Linked DNA regions of Mus musculus: regions 2 and 3 are each linked to region 1. Evidence: chromatin contacts called from public promoter capture Hi-C and targeted proximity ligation data. All regions are on one chromosome and are shown on one strand. The core of a region is the stretch at or near the end of the contact, and the rest is flanking DNA. Distances in the headings are between cores, read along the strand shown.

Region 1 (2,700 bases), core at 83-2,582:
GAACAGGGAAGTGCCGCCCTGGGAAACTAGCACTGGCCATGACTGATGCCCACGCTGACCCACAGGCTGGAGGGGCTGTGTTGGACTGGCAGAGTGCCCTCCTTTCCCAGGGGTCCCAGCAGAAGTGGGGGGGGGGGTGAATACCTCATGCCATTCCAGAGACAGGCATCACCTTCCACGGCTGGCTGCCACCGCTATCTACCCCTGGTGAGACTACAGAGAAACAACACAGCAACTTATCAGATGACTTAATTGGTGGAATGCTTCTACAAGCACCCAAGACTTGGGGACCAAATGACTGTCCCCCAAGAAAAATCACAGAATGGGGCTGCCTCCAAGCCCCAGATGACAGCTGTTTCCTCTGCACTAGCTCTCATGCTCCCTCGCTCTCCCTGGCAGCCCTCTGGAGAGGGAGGAAGGAGGAGGAAAGGAGACCCTCCTGGGAGGGTCTAGGCTTATGGGTCCCCTAGGTCTCCCACTCAGAAAGTCCCAACCCAGGCCTGAGGGGAAGGAGGGAGAATGCTCTTAGCCAAACCACCCCTACCTCACCACCGGAAAAACCAACAACCCAAACCCCCAAAGGGAAGAGGATGCCAAATGTCTCGATGGGGAAGCTTTTCACTAACGGGATGCTGGGTCTATCCATGGCCTTGAATCTTCGAGTTCCCGCTGAGTCACCCGTGAAGCCTCTGGTGTTGAAACTGGTCCGGTGCCTTGTGCTGATTAATGAATTACAAATCCCCCACCCATGTGCACTCTCCCTGGTCACCGGGAAGAATGAAAACCCTTGTGAACTTGACTGAGAAGCTGGGCCCTGGTGCCCTCTCCCCTCCTCAGGGGGCATTGTGAGCTGGTTAGTCACCTGCCCCAGCCCCTGGCGCCACACTTAGCTCTAGCTTTTGGAAGTGGGACAAGTGGCGGGACAATAGGCAAGGGGGGCGGTCAGCCCAGACAAAGGGCAGCAGGAAAAACACCATCACTTGCTTGGAGGCCAGCTTGCTGGCATTTGAGAGAATGTGTCATTGCATTTACTCAAGTGGGAGGGGGAGGGAAGGTTAGAATGAAGAGGCAGAGGTAGAGTGGGTACAGGGACCCTCAACCCGGCAATGAGCAGAGGGAAGAAGGCCAGCATGCCTTGGCCGACACCAAGGAAGAAGCCCACACCAAGGCCAGCTCCCTTTCCAAGCTCTCAGGAGTTTGCCGAGGGACGATGCCCTCCCTGCCCCCTCCCCCAGGAGGCCTAGGGTGGTACCGTCGCAGCCTTGCCTCACCTCACCACCCCCCCCCTCAGTGTTGTGGGAGGGAGAGGAGCCCCAGAAGCCCTCCCTTCCCTCCTCCCCCCTCTTCCCCCCACCCGGGGAGGGCTGCTACAATTTGTGGTTACAGCTTTACACGTCAGAAAAAAAAAAGTTTGCAGAATGTCCCACACCGAAAAAAAAATGCGAAACCGAGAGAAAAAAACCTGCGAGTGGGCCTGGCGGATGGGATTATTAAAGCTTCGCCGGAGCCGCGGCTCGCCCTCCCACTCCGCCAGCCTCTGGGAGAGGAGCCGCGCCCGGCCGGCCCGGCCCCCAGCCCCATGGACCTCCGAGCAGGTAGGAGCCAGGCGTCCGAGGCCGAGGCCTCCGCCCCCGCCCAGCACCAGTGAGATCCGGTTCCCGTCCTCCTCCCCACCCTCGGAGCCCCAAGCCCGGGCCGGGCCGGGGAGCAGAGCTCGGGCTGGGGAGGTACGGCCGGGCGCCCTCGAGAGGGGCCGGGTGGGGACGCGGCATTCCTGGAGTCCGCTTGGCGGAGCCAGGAGGTGGCTGAGAACGCGGCGGGGAGCCTGGACAACCCTCAGACCTGGACGGGCGGCCACCTGGAGCCGCGGCGAGGCGGGGTCCCAGGGAACCCGCGGACACAGAGCCCCGCGCCAGAATCGGGGCGAGCGAGTCCGAGGCGGGCAGCGAGGGTGTGGGGGGGGGGCCGCGGCGCAAGGGAGGAGGGGGCCAGGAGAGGAAGAGGGAGGGAGAGAGGCAGAGGGGGAGCCCGCGGCCGAGCAGCGGGAAGCGAGGGGGAGGCCGACACCTCGGGCCGCGCTGAACTCCTTCCTCGGCCCGCGGGGAGGGCAGGAGGGCGCGCGAGAGGAGGGCGGAGGGCAGAGCAAACCTAGCTGGGCCGGGCCGGGCCGGGCCGGGCCGCCACGGGACTCCGGTTACTACGCTGCGCGCGGCGTGGCCGGAGCCCTCCATGCTGCCCACCGCCTGGGAGCCAGAGGCAGGTAGGCGCGGCGGGGTGGCCGGGGCCCCGAGCCCGCGGTGGCCTGGGAGTGATTACTGCAGGAGGGTGTTGTGGGGGAGACGCAGCCTGGCCGGACCCAGCAGGAAAAAGTCCGTCAGCGGCCGGGAGCGCCGAGACTGCCGGCAGCCCCTCGAGCGGCTGCCTGGCTAGGCGGCCCGTGGCAGGAGGGCGGGCCAGGCAGGGAGTGGACGCGCCGGAGCGGGCAGCGGCTCAGCCGAGCCCCGAAGCCCAACGCCCGGACCCCGCCTCCGCCCCCGCCGCCGCCGGGAAGGGAGCGAACGGGGGGGCGGGGCCGGGGGCGCCGGGGCCACACAAGGGGAAGGCGCCATCGCCGCCGGGAGGGGTCCGAGATCGAGAGGTCACGGTCGAGAAGGTAGGGCCAGCGAACTGCCAACTTCCACCGCCCCAGTTCTTGGAGCT
Region 2 (2,875 bases), core at 65-2,564, 1.4 Mb after region 1:
AACAGGAGTCATCACTCCCAATTTATAGATGGGGAAACTGAGGCACCTAGAGGGAAGTGGTTTAGAGCTGTCGCCTGTGAGTCAGCTGTGGAGCCAGAGCCCAGAAGAGCAGAGACCAGGTCTTCTAGCTCCCCGTGCCTCCCCCAACGCCCCCATGTCTCCATTCTCTCTTCTTCTACCCTTGTTCTGGGGGCCCAGGCAGTCTTCTTTTTAGGACCCTACCTCACCACTCTCATCTGCAGCCAGGTCAGGATAAGGGGCTAGGAAGGAACTTGGGCCACCCAAAGGGACAAAGACAAAGAAATAGCCAGAGGCTAGCAATGGGGGCTCAGGTGTTTCATCTTCAAAGTGGCTAGCAGGAGGCTTTATAGGACGGTGAGTATGAGATTTGGACGACAGAAGGTCTGAGCCCCTGAAACTAGCGGGCCAGTGAGCACCCACAGCCTGGGACTCGCCAACAAGCCCAGATACAGTCCTCTGGACTCTAGTAGGTAGCGTGTGTACTACTTGGCCAGAAGTCTGGCAGCCCGGCCGTTGTCTTCTCAAGCCTTGGTTTCTCGGTTCATATTAGGTGTGTTACGAGCTGAGTGACCCTCCAGGCCCCGCCAACACGCACACCTAGAGTCAGGATCCCGTTGTGTTTCGGCTTCGCTGCGTCTTAAGGTCCCGCCCTGCTCGCTCTACTCTAGCGCGCCCGACCCCTGTAGGCAATCCGTGCGACTTCGGGCAAAGGTCAGCAGCTACCATCCGGCTGCGACCCTGGCCCCGGGTCCTCGCCTCCAAGCAGAGCGAGGTGGTCCCCCCCAGCACCCCCGACGCCAGGTCAGCGTTGAGGACGCCAAGCCAAGCCCTGCGGCGCCGGTTCGACCGGTCCCGCAGTGACCCACGCCTTGCTCTTCCTGCTCTGCCCTGGGACTGCGCCTCGCGCGCCACCCAGCGGCCGCCCGAAGACCCGCATTCAAGCAGCCGGGCCAAGCGCGCAGTCACCGGGCCCGGGCGGGAGGACTGGGGGACGCGCTGGCCGCCTTCCCGATCTGCCCAAGCCGCTGTTCTGCTCCAGGGCCTGGGAACGCAGTTCCATCGGGGAGCGGACCGGGAGCCCGGCCCACCAAACCCCGCCCCTGCCCGTGCCTGCGGCAGTTTCGGGGCAGGGGGCCTGCACGGCGAGACAGTTACTCAGACCTGGCGAAACCGGCGAGTCGGCACCTGCCGGCCTGGCGGGCGTGGCAGGCGGAGGCTCCGTTACGCCCCGCCCCCGGGCTCGCCCCGTCCCGGCCGCCCACGCGCCGAGCGCCGCGCCCCGCCCCGGCCCGCGCCGCCAGCCTGCCAGCCCGGAAGGAGCCGACCGAGCGCCCGCGGCAGCTGACTCAAGCGGTGAGAGAGGCCGACCCGTTACCACGGGCGCCAGGGGCGCGAGCGACGCTGTGGTTTCGATGCCCTTCGTAGGCGGGAGGCTTAATGAGCTCTCCGCACGCACCTTCTGGGCACCCCCACCCCGATCCTGCGGGTCCTATCCTGCAGGGGCCCGGGCTGTTGCTTCCGGCATTATCTCCGAAGCCTCCAGAGTTCATCTCGGGACCTAGGCATTGGGGGGCGGGGAGGGGTCTGCAAGACGGCCCTAGGGTAACAGCAGCCCCTCGGGAAGGTGGAGGACCTGGGCGCCCTCTAGTGGCCGTAAAGGCCTGCGCGTCGTCCTCGCCTCGGTGTCTGATGCTCTCTTCCCTTTACAGAGAAGTGGATGACTGACCATGGGGCCCCTAGGTCGAGAAGCCTGGGCCCAGCGCCTGGGGGCCTTCCGAGCCAGCCCATCCGCCTTTCTGGCAGGTGCCGAAGGTGAGGATTTGGGTCGCGACCTGTTGAGTGACCTAAGGAGTGAAAAGCTAAGCGAGCAGACCAAGGTAGGTCCTGCCCGTGTGCCCTGCCGTGGTCCATATGGTTGCTTCATACTACCGCATGCTGAACTCAACGAGTTCCTCTTAAATCCCCCATCTCAGGTTTCCTTACTGACACTGAGCTTGGAGTACTCTGATAAACTTTGGCCTGATGCACCTGCCGCGGAGGCTGCTGCCACTTCCCTGTTGGACACGCTTGTCCTCCTGCCCACAAGACCTTCAGCTCTCCGGAGGCTCCTGTTGTTGGCAGCCACTACAGCCCTGGTGTCAGGAGATGCTCTCGGACCCACTTCGGGAGCTTCCTGCCGGCTTCTGCCCTTACTTCTTGGCTTAGCTTCAGGCCGAGACTTGGGACGAAGCTTTGGAACCCCTTCAGAACAGCGCCATCTACAGGCCACAGCCTGTGAATGCCTTGGAGAACTTGAGCGCTGTAAGCCTGGGCTGCTGGCCGGCGCCCTGGGGATGCTGCGGAGCCTCCCAGGGCAAACAGGTCCCATCCAGCCTGTCAGCCTGCTTCTGGCCCTTGTTCTACACGACACCTTGGTGGTACAGTCCAGGTCTGGGGCTGGCCTGCAAGGCCTGCTGGTGGCTGAGGACTTCTCCACTGGGAGTTGTCCCTGGGACTGGACCCTGGCTGAGGAATGGGATGCCCATCTTAAGCCCCAGGGGCCCAGCTGGCCCACAGCTGGGGAGGAGGAGCGTGGCTTTCCGGTTCTAGAGCCCAGCCCCGAGGACGCCCGAGAGCTGAAGGCTGCCGTGGCCCAGCTTCTGGACACTTCCTATCTGCTCACTCCTGTGGCTCAGGCTCAACTTCTGTGGCTGTTGGGCTGGGCCCTCCGGGGTCTTCGGGGACAGCCACCAGTGCTTTTCAAGCCACAGCTGGTTCGGCTGCTGGGCACGGCACAGCTGACACTGTTACACTCAGTTCTGTCTCTGAAGGCGGCCTTTGGCGAGGCCCTGTTCACTGCACAGGATGAAGCTCT
Region 3 (2,778 bases), core at 92-2,591, 1.6 Mb after region 1:
TCCTGTCTTCCTAGTTCACTGAATGCACTTCTGTGTAGACCTGGGTCAGCTGCCAATGCTAGTCGTTAGGATTTTAAAAGCACCTCAGCTCAAGTCCAATGCAAAATGCTGACAATCTTGAAACTGTTATCAAAAGTCCTTTTGTCATCAAGCAAAATTAAGCTACAAGTTAAGGCTTTTAATATTCTTCTAACTCTTCAAAGGCATTCTGCCTTAACTTTTTACTTCAGTCCTAGTAGCTTTGATTGCTAGCTTCAATCTTGTATGTGGCTGTCTAAAGACTCTTCTAAACTGCTCGCTCCATCAGAAATTTGAACTTATGGCTTTAAAGATAATTTCCTTCTGACTTTATATCTTATCCAACCTTTTGGCCTCAATCTTATCTTCTTTGCCTATCTTGAATGCTGGCATCCAAAGTTGTCTTAACTTCCATTTTGTTTTTCTATCTTGCTTCTTTCTATCTTCTATTCTTCGGCTTCCTACTACCTGTGCCTTTAAGTACCTTTTCTGTCTTCTAAAGATGCTTTGTCTTCTATTTTCCTATCTTCTCTAACAGCTTTTTCTTCACCTTCCTGTATGTCTTCTTCGTCTTTCACTTCCATTTTCTAATCTTCTTTCTCCAAATACTAGCCTAACCTTTTTGTTTTTTCAAGACAGGGTTTCTCTGTGTAGCCCTGGCTGTCCTGGAACTCACTCTGTAGACCAGGCTGGCCTCGAACTCAGAAATCCGCCTGCCTCTGCCTCCCAAGTGCTAGGATTAAAGGCGTGCGCCACCATCGCCCGGCTAGCCTAACACTTCCATCTTCCCTGTTTCCAACTCATGCCTTCAAACGTACATGCGCCAGTCGAAGGATTTTTATAACGGCCGTCAACTTAACCTACTTTTCTCAATCTTTTAAAACTACACCTCATTTTCAAACTATTCTCTACAACTTTACTGTTTTAAATGCCACTTAGATTCTATTTAGGTAACCTTCGTTTTAATCTACAAGGCCGACCTTCAAACTAGAACCTTTTAGAACTTCACAAAACCTCCCTTTACAATCTCCTAAACTGCTCTGGTCAGCCTCCATTATACAGTACAAATACTTTTCTCCTCATTTCCTTTTTCAAACTGTTTAAATAAGCCTTCATGTTATCTCTTAAGATCTTCTTAGATTATTAAGACTAAGTAATATTTCGATAAGCTACTCTATTAGCTTAAGTTTAGAGTTCTAATTCTTTTTACTGCTCAATCTTTTTAATTAAAAACTTATCTGCGATTTCCTCGGGCTGAGTCTCCTGCCTCACGAGCTCAGCTGTGCTGCTCTACGCTGCTCTGCTCTCGCTGCCTGAATGCCTGACGCAGAGCCCGGAGCGCCGGTATTTATTGCAAAGGGACACGTCACTCCACCGGAACCTAGTAACCCTCCACCACCTTGGTGAAGGAAGAAAAATAGTTCCTCAGAGAGTTAAAAATAGATCCTGACTTCCAAGTTTCTAGATTTTTCTTGACGTCGTGTGGGCCTCTTGGACCTTGCTAATACAGAGAAATGTTTAGCTTGTACCAGCTAAATAGGTACAAATAGGTTTAAAATTTCTGGTCACAAGGAGAAAAAACATGAACTAATAGCTATTAAAAATGGGAGCCCCAAGTTTTTCAGATGTTTCAACACCTTTTGCGTTTTCCTGGGAGGACAGAGGGTATAGCGTATGTTGCAAGTGTTAAAACAGGCTTTCCCACAGCTTCAGCTTCCACTTCCCATTTTGTAACTCCCCGAGCGGCTGCCATTTCATGCGAAACAAGATGGAGGTCTCTCGGAAAGTGACCGGCCCTGCGAGTGGCTTCTGAGGTGGTGACACTTTGTACTGGTTTATACTGGGAATGCTCCTGTAGGGACGACCTGCAGCCTCCGGCTGCTCTCGGGGCCACTTTTCCGAGCCCGGGTACACGAGCGCTTTGGTGCTTGCCTACGTCCGCCATGTTAGGCTGCGGTCTCAGCCCAGCAAGGCCATGGTCGCTGCAGGTGAGGGCACGGCGACCTTGGCGGCCATGCCGAGCACCACCCGCACTGCGCTAATAACCGTCAGAGCCCGGCCCGTGGCGGCAAGGTCCCCAGGTCTATCTCATCGCTTCCTAAAACTACGACGGAGGGGAAAGGATGTTTTTCTCTTTCTCCCAGGACCATGGAGAAAGCGTCACTGGGCGCAGAAAGCGGGGGCCGCGCCAGGGAGGGCGGGGAGGACCGCGGAACCCGTCGCGAGGACAAAGGGGGTGGGGAGAGGCGCAAGGATACGCGGGTCGTGAGTCGCCGCCTCCCTTTGTGAGCTGCTGAATCGAGGGCTGGCAGCCGGCCGGGTTCGACCGGTTCTAACCGGTTCCAGCCGGTCTAGGCAAAGTTTCTGCTGCAGAGCCTCGCTGCGCAGGCGCGCCCCGCCCCGCCCCCAAGCGCCTTCACCACGGTGCTGGAATGACTGGTGTGGGAGCAGGGCGGCTGCGGGGGGCTGTGCTGCAGTTTCCTGGTCGCCCCTTATTGCGGCCTACTGGGCCCACGGACATGGCTTTTTTGGTCTCTATGTCATCCATTAAGTGTTAAGACACATACTTTGCTCGTACGTTTACTTTATACTCTAGAATTTTCAAAGGGAAGCGAGTCTCGGGTTGATCCCGTAAACTGGAGGCTGCCTGGATTTTTAGAAAAGCTGCTGGAGTCGTGGGAAACAGCGCCCCGGGGCGCATTGAGATCCAGAGCTCGCGATCGCACACGGCCTGGCGGCACCGTCCTGCTCCCCACCTCT

What was found. Promoter capture Hi-C pulls out the DNA fragments that hold promoters and counts their contacts.
Region 2: a contact with region 1 is called in a promoter capture Hi-C map of neutrophils, with 3 times the contacts expected there. A contact is called at or near these places in 1 of 39 promoter capture datasets (neutrophils) and 3 of 130 datasets of targeted methods (kidney, microglia and pancreatic cancer cells).
Region 3: a contact with region 1 is called in a targeted proximity ligation map of pancreatic cancer cells. A contact is called at or near these places in 2 of 39 promoter capture datasets (the C10 cell line and pre-B cells) and 1 of 130 datasets of targeted methods (pancreatic cancer cells).

The regions. Positions count from the first base shown.
Region 1 is chr19:4,212,906-4,215,605 of GRCm38.p6, forward strand. It overlaps Clcf1 (cardiotrophin-like cytokine factor 1), which reads left to right and starts at 1,333. Exons shown (of 3, transcript NM_019952.5): 1 at 1,333-1,595. The coding sequence starts at 1,580. Gm45928 (predicted gene, 45928) reads left to right here and starts at 1,520. Exons shown (of 4, transcript NR_132309.2): 1 at 1,520-1,595. It overlaps LOC102631992 (a long non-coding RNA gene), which reads right to left. Exons shown (of 4, transcript XR_003952884.1): 3 at 145-2,700.
Region 2 is chr19:5,566,710-5,569,584 of GRCm38.p6, forward strand. Ap5b1 (adaptor-related protein complex 5, beta 1 subunit) reads left to right here and starts at 1,315. Exons shown (of 3, transcript NM_001362046.1): 1 at 1,315-1,374; 2 at 1,731-1,898; 3 at 1,995-2,875. The coding sequence starts at 1,749.
Region 3 is chr19:5,801,331-5,804,108 of GRCm38.p6, forward strand. It overlaps Malat1 (metastasis associated lung adenocarcinoma transcript 1 (non-coding RNA)), which reads right to left and starts at 1,342. Exons shown (of 1, transcript NR_002847.3): 1 at 1-1,342.